Regions from separate parts of the Mus musculus genome. Here region 1 is linked to region 2. Evidence: chromatin contacts called from public promoter capture Hi-C data. All regions are on one chromosome and are shown on one strand. The core of a region is the stretch at or near the end of the contact, and the rest is flanking DNA. Distances in the headings are between cores, read along the strand shown. Region 1 holds the start of Cfap69 (cilia and flagella associated protein 69). Region 2 holds the start of Rbm48 (RNA binding motif protein 48).

What was found. Promoter capture Hi-C pulls out the DNA fragments that hold promoters and counts their contacts.
Region 1: a promoter capture Hi-C map of embryonic stem cells shows a contact between it and region 2, with 3 times the contacts expected there. The contact joins the promoter of Cfap69 here to the promoter of Rbm48 in region 2. A contact is called at or near these places in 2 of 39 promoter capture datasets (cranial neural crest and embryonic stem cells).

Annotation. Positions count from the first base shown.
Region 1 is chr5:5,660,405-5,666,749 of GRCm38.p6, reverse strand. Cfap69 (cilia and flagella associated protein 69) reads left to right here and starts at 2,518. Exons shown (of 23, transcript NM_172447.2): 1 at 2,518-2,842. The coding sequence starts at 2,720. Steap2 (six transmembrane epithelial antigen of prostate 2) reads left to right here. Exons shown (of 6, transcript NM_001103156.2): 6 at 1-1,921. It overlaps Gm40262 (a long non-coding RNA gene), which reads right to left and starts at 2,373. Exons shown (of 3, transcript XR_868231.3): 1 at 2,317-2,373.
Region 2 is chr5:3,592,365-3,598,346 of GRCm38.p6, reverse strand. It overlaps Rbm48 (RNA binding motif protein 48), which reads left to right and starts at 1,800. Exons shown (of 5, transcript NM_172991.4): 1 at 1,800-2,381; 2 at 2,902-3,092. The coding sequence starts at 2,145. It overlaps Pex1 (peroxisomal biogenesis factor 1), which reads right to left and starts at 2,281. Exons shown (of 24, transcript NM_001293806.1): 1 at 1,830-2,281. The coding sequence starts at 1,958.

The DNA.
Region 1 (6,345 bases), core at 1,269-3,768, 2.1 Mb before region 2:
AGGGATACTGCTGTGTCAAAAGCTAAAGAGTTGATCTGGTGGAAGCAGGTCTTTTGTTTGTTTTTGCTTTTTTGTCTGGTGTTATAAATTTATTTCCTCCGTGACTGCATACTGCATTTGTCCTCTACATAGGAACAGTTCCCTGGCTTCACCTGCAATCTGAATTACTATGGATACATTTTTGATTTGAGTATCTGACTTCAGGGGTAGCTGTTCTACTTGTCTTTTCTGTTCCATTTGTCATGTATAAATTTCAGAGGTGATTAGTTTGTAGGCTGGCAACTCTAAGTCAATATGAAAAAGACTGTTTAAAGTGCATGAGTAAATTAAATTCCAGCACTCTTCTGCTAGAAATTTCCCCAAAAGCTAACCCACTATATTAATAATATTTAATATAATGCTATAAAAGTTCTCTAAACAAACTACTTTGTCTCAGCAGGTAATAATCTTTGTTTGAACATTTAGGACAAGCAGCATTGGTTTAGAGAGAATTAAATTCACATGTAACTTAAATACTTACAAAATGTTTGTAATTCATGATAATGAATAAGTGCAGTTTTGCTAACTTGCTAATGAGGCACGGTGAAAAACAAAATGGTAAGAATTATATTAGTATTGAATTTGTTTAAGTCTATGTTTAACTTCGTTCATTACTTCTAAATGTACAAATTGTATTTAGGTTGATATATGAAAACTTTGTTTTACATGTACAAGTGCTTCTAAGAAGCACTAAGTCATATCTTCATGATGCTACGTTCTGCGAGCGGCCAATGTATTGACGCACTGAAACATTCCGATTCCCTGGGTAGACCTGATTTCTCGCGTTTCTCTATTATTAATTGATCTTTTGTTGAAGTAATTGGACATCTCGGTAGACATTAATCTTTTTATCCATCTATGTTCACCTGCATCATCATAAACAGGGATCAATGAATAGTAATTAAAATTAAATCCACACATTTAAACAGTCGAAGCTCTTGAAAACATAAACCTTGGTGCACTTCTAAGGAGAAATGCTGTGAAACAAATAATTGTCACCAAGTCCATTTGCAAATAGAGGAAGCCCCAGCCAGTTCCTTTTTCTTTTGAGATGGCTAACTTTGGTAAAACTGTTCCAAAACAATAATAACAAAAAACTACACATCATGAGCTTCTTAGTTTTTATATGTACACTTGTTAAAATGGGCATTATTCACACCAGGAGGTGCAAAGTTCTGCATTCCTGACGAGCCCCTAATGGCCACACAGTTAGGAAACCCATGAAAACCACTTTGAGTAGCAAGGATCTAAAATGCTTAATCTAGATAATTTACAAAATTCTTTCATTTTACCTTAAATCAAAATCTAGCCCTTGACATTTTCATGAACACTTATTGAACACCTTCTATGATATTGACTAGAAGGACCAAGAGTATGGCCTTCAGACCAACTACATCAGCATCACATGGGAACTCACTATAAAGGCAAACTGGAACCAGACAAGGTATTCACAAACATGCCTACCTACATCTCCAGCATGTCACAGGCTGGGGACACACAGCCACACCTTCACTCAGCAAGTAAGCAAATTAGTGGCTATGTACAAATTTTTAATTGCCTTAGTCTCAGTAGCATAACATGGTTGGGCTATTTCGTCAATAAATTCCACTAACTATACAGTGAGCACCAAAAAACAAAACAAAATAAAAGACAAAAAAAAAAGAGCATGCCACTAAGCGTGACATCTAAAACAACAGAAAAAATACAGGCTTCCTGGGAAAGATCAGGCCAGACTGTTTCATAGAGTGTAAGCCTTCTGAAGATGGTAGCATGAAGTTTGTACTCTATGAAGAGATCACAAGGCGACTGAGTATGAAGTGCGTGAGACTTCTGTCCCTCTTGCTTCTCAACCTACTAATGAATAAAATAAATGCTATCGTAGAAAAACAATTACAAAACTGGACTGTTGATTTGCCAGGTTGGAGAACACATCCTGTGAAGAATGTCAGTGTCTTTCTCTGGTTGCAAAAACGAGAACTTTCCATCCCAGGCCATACTAGACACCCAACCACTCTACTGCTCGAAAGATTTTCAAAAGTCTGTACTATGCCTTATTTGTTTGTCTAACTGTTCAATTAGGCCAGTACAAAAGTACAACATATATATATATTTGTGTGTGTGTATATATACATATATATATATATATATATATATATGTATATATACACACACACACCTGGGAAATTAAGCTACACTGACTGGTCCTATCTCTGCAGAAAGGGTAAAGTGCTCAGATTTCAAGATTATGCCAATCACATCCCTCAGAATGCATCTTACCTCCAGCTCATACTCCTCCGCCCCACACAGGCACTTATTAAGCAAGGGCCATTGCTACAAGACTGAAACACTAAGTGCATACCGCGATCTCAGTCACTGGTCTCCTTTGTCTCCCGCGCCGCACACCAGCAGACCCTCTTTTGGTGAAGTTTGGCTCTCCCAGCTTCCGTAAGCCCCGCCCCTAGCAACGCCCGGGCTTGTGTTAGCAACTGGAGCGCGCTGGGTGCCTTGGTCCTCCTGTGGGCACTAACAGCAGTTGGATGTCCGCTATGTTGCTGCGGCGGGGGTTACGACAGAACTTTCGGGGTCTTTCTCCTCCCTAGCTCAGCAGCGTGTTTTCTGCCAGGGCTCGTGGGTCCGTGGCTGCGGACGCACCTAAGACCTCAGGCTCCCACCCCGAACCATGTCCACCGCGGAGGCCTCGGCCACCACGGCCGACGCCGCCGAGGCGGGCGGCAGGACGAAGACCGGCAGTCCCCGCACAATCCCGGTGTTTGGGGTGGCGATCCCGGATGGGGAGATGCAGGTACGGCCGGGCTGTGCAGCAGGAGCGGAGAAGGGCATAAGGCTCCAGGGCAACCCAGTGGAATGAAGACCAGAATGAGATTTGGGAACCTGTGGGATGGAGATAATGATAGCCCAGCTGATCCCTGGAGGCTAGTGAAGAGGGGACTGGATGTCGTCAACCAATCTGTCTGGGGACTCTAGCTGCGTGGTTCTCATAAAGGGCGCGGGGGGGGGGGGCGAGGGGGGGAGCGCTCTTTCAAGTGTGGCCACGACAGGAACTGACATTGATTTGATAACTAGATCACTGTGGTGGGTTTTTGGTCTATTGATCCGTTATAAAGTGGCGTTCCCTGGGTTTCTTTCCTGCTAAATTGCCTGCTTCTGAAGCTTGCACTCACAGGTAGGGCAGATGCTGTTTGGAGAGCTGGGCACAATTTTCTTTGTTGTGTTTATACTTGTTTTCGGGTTTGCTATTGTTATAAATGTAAAGATTATTAAAATTGGGTTGAGGAACCTCTCTGCATTGCCCCCACACTAATGGTGTGGGGGGCCACTATGGGAATTCCTGTTGAGACGTCACAACTCCCAGACTGCGTCAGGAACTCTGTCTCCTGTGGCCACATCCTGGAGCCTTGGAGAGTTACTTGGGAGCAGTCAGTTGGCTGGGACTACTTCTGTGGGAACTGGGTGGAGCTCTCTGAGGGCTCTCACACATGTACGCCAACAGCCCTCAGAGTAACTACTTTTACATAAAGAGGGGATGCCAGGGGAATTTCCCTAATCAGTTTTGTGGAGGTATTCCTGTACAAGATCGGAGACGTGTGAGTGATCACCGCTTTCCACTCTCTGGGCTACAAGGAAGCTAGGCATTGCCACTATATAGGTGAGTTTGACTCTCATTTTTCTTTGGGCAAAGATTACATGACACAGACAAACGAGTTTAAAGACGTTCAATGGGTCATTGCAAAAGAAAAAAGAAGTTCGTGACATAGGAAGTAACATAGCTAGAAGTGTCTTGTGTTCATTCCTGCCTCTCCTTCTATGAGTATTCATATTGTTAGAAAGTACTGAGAGAATCAAAAGGCAATTTCTTCCTAAAGAAATGGAATAGAAAACAATTCAGAATTAGGAGAAATCTTGGTGCTCTCTCATTCCTCTTGGGTGTATTGCTTGCAGTTGCCTTTACAAATAAAGTGTCTTTAAGTCCACCAGGAACTAACTGTAGCCACCCAGTTCCTTTACTCACTGTGGGGCCTAGTGTTCCTAGTAATACTTAAGACGATAACCTTTAGTCCTCTGTTCAAGTCAGCAGAGAGACCTTTGGACGCTTCAAAATTCAAAGCATTCCACTTTTGCCTGTATGCAAGAAACAGCTAAACCATTCCACCAGCTATGAAATCAAAGACATGTGGAGATAATAATGAAGATTAAGATGGAGATTCTGATAGTACTGATGTTCATTGTGTTCAGCTTAGTGAAGGCCTGGAGACTGCTCAGTGGGTATGGGTGCTAGATAGCCTGACTTCCATACCCCAGAATCCACCCACGTGTTCAAAGGGGATAACTGACTCCTCAGTATGTTCTCTCGCCTCCACACCCACCTCCCTATACAAAGTAAATATAAGCCTAAACACCTTTTAAAAATGTCAGTTGTAAAGACTGTGTACAGCTTAAACCAAATGCACATAGAAGGAGTATATAGTGCCACATATACCAAGATACTCAGTTTTGCCATCATTCTTTATTCATGGAGGCATCTAAAGCTTGGGATATTTATTTGTCATTAAAACTCATGGAGTGCTGGGTGGTGGTAGCAGCGCATGCCTTTAATCCCAGCACTTGGGAGGCAGAGGCAGGCAAATTTCTGAGTTTGAGACCAGCCTGGTCTACAGAGTGAGTACCAGGACAGCCAGGATTAGACAGAGAAACCCTGTCTTGAAAAACAAAACAAACAAACAAGCAAGCAAAAACCCCTCATGGAGAATTTGAAATTTTAAAAGTAGCAGCTAAAGATGTCCTGCTATACAGATGCTATTTTTTCTACCTATGCTTCTAAGGGCTTATTTTATTATAGACTTAAATTTGAAGCATTTGAGTCACCCTAACATGAATATTTTGAATGCTGTTATGTCCTTGTTGTGATTTTTCATAACTTGAGCATTCTAACCTTGTAAGAATTTTGACTCTGCCTACATTAATGATTATTAAAGCTTTAAGAAAACTATCTTTTTTTAGATTTCCAAACAGTAGAATCCTGCTAAAATTTAGTGATTATGTTTCCTCATTTATTTGTTTGTTTGTTTGTTTAATTAATTAATTCATTTTACGTCCTTATTGCAGCCCCCCTCAGTTCTCCCCACAGCCCCTTCTCCCGTTCTTCTCTGACAAGGAGAAGCCTGCTCACCCCCAAACACCCACCCCCAGGTGTAAACTTACCCTAGCACATCAAAGCTCTACAGAACTAGGCACATCGCTCTCCCACTGATTCCAGACAAGGCAGTTCAGTTAGGGGAACAGGCTCTGCAGACAGGCAACAGTCAGGGGCAATCCCACCCCTGCCCCCCAGCACCTGCCCCCTCCAGTTGTTGAGAGGTCTGCATGAAAACCAAGCTGCACATCTGCTACATATGTGCAGGGGCCCTAGGTCCAGCCCATGGTCAATTTTTATTTTATTTGGTGAAGTTGCTTCCCTTTTCTACTTGTGTTTTCACCTTTGAAAGGGATTTGTAACTGTCTCTCTCCTAAATTATTTTAAGAAAGATTCGTGAGTCATTTAGCACCATGCTCATCACACATACTGTAAGGATCAGTGTGGTTTTTATTGATGGCTCTAATCACAAGTTCTTCTATTTTTGTTCTTAATAAACTCTGATGATGTTTACGGGGTAGTTAAACCTTTATTAGATCTGGTGCTATGAGGTTGCTTCTCTAGAAATAGTCCCAGGGCTCTTAGCCCTGTTCAAGAAGATAGGGACATTAGGCACTAGAGGTGAAGTCCTTATTTTCTAAGAAAGTGGATCCATGTAGCAATGCAGTTTTATTGAACCAGTGGAAATCATGAGCATTTAATTGATTACGCTCGGTCTGTTTCAGATCTGGTTCTAGCAACCTCCATTATTCTAAAGAACTCCAAGCCTCTTTAGAGCAGAGCTTCCCAAACCCACTGTGTGTGTAAAGAGCCCAGGGATCGTACAAAAGTGTGGATCTGCAGCTCAGGGGTGGAGTTTCATGTTCTCATTTCCTCAAATGTTCAGGGAATGCTGCTGCTACTAGTGGGGAGACCCGTTTCCCAAGCTGAGTAGCAACTCTTAGTGGATGATAGCAGGAGGATGACATAAACAAATTAGTTTCAAAACTAATTCCTGGAAAGGTTGACAGCAATAGTTTCCTGTGTTTCAGATTATAGAACAATAGCAAGGAAACAAAATCCCAGCCCTCCCCCAGCTAGATCAGGTAGTGTTATGTTGTTTAAAAAAAAAAAAAAAAGTAAGAGGCTCCAAGTGGGACTCCCAAAGACCTGCT
Region 2 (5,982 bases), core at 551-3,050:
CTGACTTCTTATCCTGGTTTCCTTTAATGATGGACTACAATGTGACGTGTAAGTCAAATAAACCTTTTCCTCCCCAGCATACTTTGGGTCACAGTGTTTCATCGCAGCAGTAGAAACCCTGACTAAGACAATTATTTTGGGAATTCTAAATAACCAAAAATGAAAATGATCCATAAGCAACAACACTTTACAGTTTCAGCAAAACATAGCTGTCACTTTAAATTTCTAAAAGTTGAGTTCAAAAGTTAATCATGGTGAGCAGTTATATAAGTTATGGTCAGTTTATGGTATCATACCAAGTAATTGCTAAAAGCAATGACCTCTCAACAAAAGTCATATTAATACTACACAAAACCAGGACAGGAAGCTGGGCGTGGTGGCGCACGCCTTTAATCCCAGCACTCGGGAGGCAGAGGCAGGCGGATTTCTGAGTTCGAGGCCAGCCTGGTCTACAAAGTGAGTTCCAGGACAGACAGGGCTACACAGAAAAACCCTGTCTCGAAAAAAACAAACAAAACAAAACAAAACAAAACAAAAAACCAGGACAGGAAACCTCATGTGTATCTAGCTCCACCTTTCTATAAACAATAAAGATTAGATATAAGCATGCAAGACTTAATCCAAATGCTTAGTATTTTACTTCTTCACTTCTCAAATAATAATAAAAATAATAATAAAGACCAAGACTATGTAATTCCTAAACAGTGATGAATCCAAGGAAGCAACAACATGTCAGGTTCAAATTCTTAGCGACCATAAGGAAGCATTTTTCTAAACTCATGGGGTGGTAAGCTTAATTTGAGATTTGAAAATACACTGAAAAATCCCCATCAGAAATGACAGGGAATAATGATCCAAGCTGGGATTTGGTAACAGTGAATGATTCCTTTCAGTCACCAGAAAGCAAACCAGAGAGTTAGAGAATATTTGGTGGAGATAAACTAACAGTAAGAATGGTTCTGATGAAATTGGTGTGTTCTGATAGGTGGACTGTAAAAGCAAGATAAATGTAGCAAAGAGGAAATAAAGGTAGAATACTTGAAGTCATTTCAAACTCTTGTATATTTTTTTTATGACCCAGTGTTCAGGTACCATGCATCTAGGATTTTAGATTTCAAATACTCTAACCCCATGAATACACTCAAACTAAGAGAGTCTATTTCTGCTCACTCTTAGGAAAATATGGATGCTGTATTTCCACCGATGGTTAATAGCCTTGAAACACCATAATGACAGAATCCAGACAGCTCGCTGAGGTCCAAGTAATCCTAGCTACCGAGGTGAAAGTGTGGGGTGTGAATAATTCCATCACCTTGTCACCCCGCCCCACCTCCCTCGCCGCACATATTCTTGCTATGTTCGAAGTCCTCCGGAGCAGGGAGAGCTATCTATCCTTTTATTAACCTTTCGCACAGGTTGGAAACCTTGGTAATCTACAAACCAAGTCTGCCACTCAACACCTCTATCGCTGCACCGGCAACTCGTTGGCAGGATAATGCTTTAGCAACCTGTAAGCAAACCTGTAAGAGCTCTCTAGAACTTTCCATCCTTGAGTGAGGGCCGCTTCTGACTGCTGGGGCAGAACCCTTGCATGCTCAGCTTGCTTTAACCGAGTTAAAGGGGTGCACTAGGAATTCCACGGTAGGGTCTGAGGATACACTAGCCGTGGTGTGGATGCACACGCTGCCACTCCACGCCATGCCCGCAGGGGGCCCTCGCTCACGCCTCAGCTCGGGGTCGGTGGCAGACGATGTCCCTGCAGGAAAAGGTGTCAGCTGACCCTAGTCCCACGAGACGTCAGTGGTGTCCGCGTCCCGCCAGCGCGTTACCTGCAGCAGGTGAAGCTGGGCCACGAGGCGCCGCGGCAGATGCAGGAAGCAGTCCCGAGCATTCGTGAAGGCCACCGTCACGACCGCCCCACCAGACCCCGCACCCGCTAAGCGATCGCTGCTCCACATTGTCCCAAGGTTCAACTCTCACCGGAGAGCGGAGTCCACCGGCTTCTCGTCAGGTGAGAGCGTCGGAACCCGAGAACATCGATCAGGCCCGCCCCCCTCTTCCCACGCCCGGCCGCTGTCACCCTCGGGCCACCTCCGAAGCTCTAGGGGGCGGCACGTCGCTCGTCGAATTCTCGCTCTCAGGAGATGATCGTCGATGGGGTCGATCCTTCAGCCAATCCTAGCACGCCTGGTCCATCCTGCTCTCTTATTGGACTCAGAGGAGCGCGGCTGGCGGATGTTGTTCTGGCGCGGGGGACTAGAGCCGGCAAGATGGCATCCAGTGACGGGAAACCTGGTGGCGTATTCGATCACCACGTCCAGACGGCTGTGTGTGACTCGCGGGCCAAATACCGGGAGGGCCGACGCCCTCGCGCGGTCAAGGTAGAGTGACTCGGATTCTTCTCTCCCCTCGGCAGGGACACTAAATTCCTGTGAGCACTAGCTCCCCAAGGCCTGCCTCCATAAAGGCATGGCAGGGATGTTGTGAGATCCATCTCTAAGTGGAGGGGGCACGAAGAACCCGGGCCCCGGTACCAAAGGTTATCACTACCCTCGGTTAGCTGCTTACCAAACCTCCAACCCACTATTTTTAGCTTTGTATCCTATGTGTTTACAATAGCGCTTCTCACAGGGCAAGCCCAGGGTGAGTGAGTGTTCAGTGGCTGTTTACATTAACCTCTCTGGAGTCAGCTTTTGGAAAAGACGTCTGTTAAGTGGTTTAGTCAGATACCCTTATGTGGAGTGTGGTAGTCTTTAGGCAGAAGAGTGACAGTTTAGTGTGTATGTTTTGCAGACCGGATTGTTTCTTGTTTTCAAAGCTCCATTTAAAAGGGGGTGGGAGGACCGATTTGCCATAGGCTTGTTTGAAGAGTACATTTAACGAGGTCTCCTTTGACTTTAGGTATATACAATCAATTTGGAGTCTCAGTACTTACTAATACAAGGAGTTCCTGCAGTGGGAGCCATGAAGGAATTAGTTGAGCGTTTTGCTCTGTATGGTGCGATTGAACAGTATAACGCTCTAGATGAATACCCAGCGGAAGATTTTACAGAAGTTTATCTCATTAAATTTGTGAAATTACAGAGTGCAAGGTATGTACAAGTTAAGCAGAACTCCTGTTAAAATCTTATTCCTGTTGCTGTCATTTTGGCCCCAACTGTTTCCCAAATGTACCCAAAGCACAGAAGCACTTCTTGCTCTCAGTCTTCCTGATTGGGGGGAGGAGGGGAGGGGACAGGGTTTATTTGGATAGCCTTAGCTGTGCTAGAATTAGTTCTGTAGACCAGGCTGGCCTTGAACTCAAAGATCCCTTTGCCTTTGCCTCTGACTCTCGAGTGCTGGGTTTAAAGGTATGCACCACTCCACCTCGCCTTCCAGTTTGTTTTTCACCAGGCCTCACATCTGCGACTTAATCACTCTAACAGTGAGTGACATCCCAGCTCTTCCTTCAAGCTTTTAAAAGGCTGACTTTACAACAATACTCTTCCCATCCTCTCATACCTGTGCTTGGCAAATTTTGAACCTGTAGTGTGGTAGATTAAGAATTACGTTTGAAGTAAATTATCAGTCCTGTGGATTCATGACTGTGGAGAATTTTAGTCCTCCAAGCAAATTTTTGTTCTTTTCCTAAAATCCATATGGCAAAAAGGACTACTTCTTGAGGTTCACTGAGCAAGGATGAAATGGGACAATTTATGTAAAGGGAGTAGACTGGTACCTCCTATTAAGAGGAAATAGTAGAGCCGGGCAGAGGTGGCACATGCCTGTAATCCTAGCACCAGGGAGGCAGAAGCAGGTGGACCTCTTGAGGTGGAGCCAGCCTTGTCTACAGAGTGAGTTCCAGGAGAGCCAGGGCTACACAGAGAAAACCCTGTTTCCAAAAAACAAGCAAACAAACAAAAAGTAACTATTAGTAATGACAGTTCTTATTTGTATAGTTCTATGTTAATCAACTTTGTATTCCAATAAGGAATGCTTTATTTTATGTTAACCCCTTTTGGCGGGGGGGGGGGGGGGTGCATGTGTGTGCATATTCCTGTGTGTGTATGTGTGTGTGTGTGTATGTGAGTGAACACTAGCCTGAAACTGGCTGTGTAGACCAGCTGACCTAGAACTCAAAACTTCCTCCAGACTCTGCCTACCCATCTCCACCAGGTTCAAAGGCTTGTGTGCACTACAGTGTACTCTATCCTATTTTTTGAGGTTGGGCCCCTCCCTCACTGAGCTCATTGGCTAGATTGGTGACTGTCAAACTCAGTGATCCTTCTATCTCTACCCTGTGAGCACTGGAATTACAGGCACAGTGCGGTGCCTGGCTTTCACGTGCATGCCAGGGGTCTGAGCCAAGGCACTCCAGCAAGGGCTTTTCCACCGGAGCAGCCTTCCTAGCTCATGTTAGCCATTTTTTCATTTTAATCACTAACCTTATCTAAACCATATCTTTTTCTGGCTTTTGCTATTCATAAACTTTTTTTTTTTTTTTGGTATGGAAAAAGACTTCAAATCCCCTGGAGCTGAAGTTACAGGTGGTTGTGAACCACCCAAGATGGATGCTGGGATTTGACTCTGCTCTTCTCAAAGATCAGCAAGTGCTCTTTTCGCCCACCAGATTCTCTCTCCAGCCCCTATATTATCTCTTTTGTGTGCTACTAACAGTCTACCACAAATCACTTGATTTCAAAAGGCCATGTGTCTTTTCTCATCAGCTGGCCAACTCTTCATAGTCTAGAAAGCATATTCTCTAGAGCCCCGTATCTCCACAGACTCTGATACAGTTGGCTGTGGAGTCAAGACATCTGAATTGAATCCTAGTTTTATAAATGAATGTATAAATATGATCCAGAATTTCCTGGTGCCTTGGTTTCATCATGAGATGGTTATGAGATACCAATTTAAGTGACACACTTGTGGCTTTGCATGGGGTAATAGCTCAATAAACATTAGTGATTATCTGTAGATACAGAAGTACTTAATTACTACAGTGCTCGACTCAGCATAAGTGTTCAGTATTTCTTATTTTAAACATTATTTATTTCTCTTTATGTGTATGTGGTATGGTTATGTGAACTTTTATGCCCTATGCATTCAGGCCCCTGCAGAGCAGACGGGGGCATTTTCCCCTGAGACTGGAGTTACAGACAGTTGTGAAGTTGCCAGGCTGGGAACAACCTGGACCCTCTGGGAGAGCAGCAGTGCTCTTCACCCCTTAGCTATAGCTCTCCAGCCCCAGAAGGAACACACTCTTTATCTTTGCACTGATTAGTTGTTCTGTATTCAATATTTTCATTTATTCATATATGTGTATCTAGGAGGGCATGCCATGGCTTGTGTACAAGAGATAGTTCTTTCCTACCGTGTGAGTTCCAGAGACTGAACTCAGGTCACCAGTCTTGGTGACAAGCCCAAAGTTACACATTTTACTCAAGTTCTGTAACTCAGGCTAACCAGTAGGATCCCAAGTTAGTTAAAAAAAACAAAAAGCCTAGGTAAGTGTGTCCAGCTTAGCTGAAAACGTATTCCATTATTAGGAGAGGGAAAGGGAAGACTCATTTCTTGGTGCTGGAGAGATGTCTCAGTGCTTAAGATAGCTTGCTGCTCTTCCAGAGAATTGGAGTTCATGTCTAGCACCCTTATCAGGTGGCTCACAGCAGCCTATAGCTCCGCTGGATCTAATGGCCTCTTCAGGTCTCTGTGGGCACCTGGCCCCTGGCCCCATATGTATAAACACACTTACATAAAAATAAACAAACAGATAAATCTTTTTCTTAAAGAGTACTTTCTGGGTCAGTGGAGTCATTCAAAAAACCAAGCATCTTTCCCAGGATTCCCAACACATACGTACGTACACACCCTTTGCTTCTTAAAACAAACTATGCATCATTTGTTAATCTTTTATCTTAGGTAAATCTTTATTTTAAATGCCATGGCCGGAGAGATGTCTCAGCGATAAGAGCATATACTACTTCTCTACAGGACCTGAGT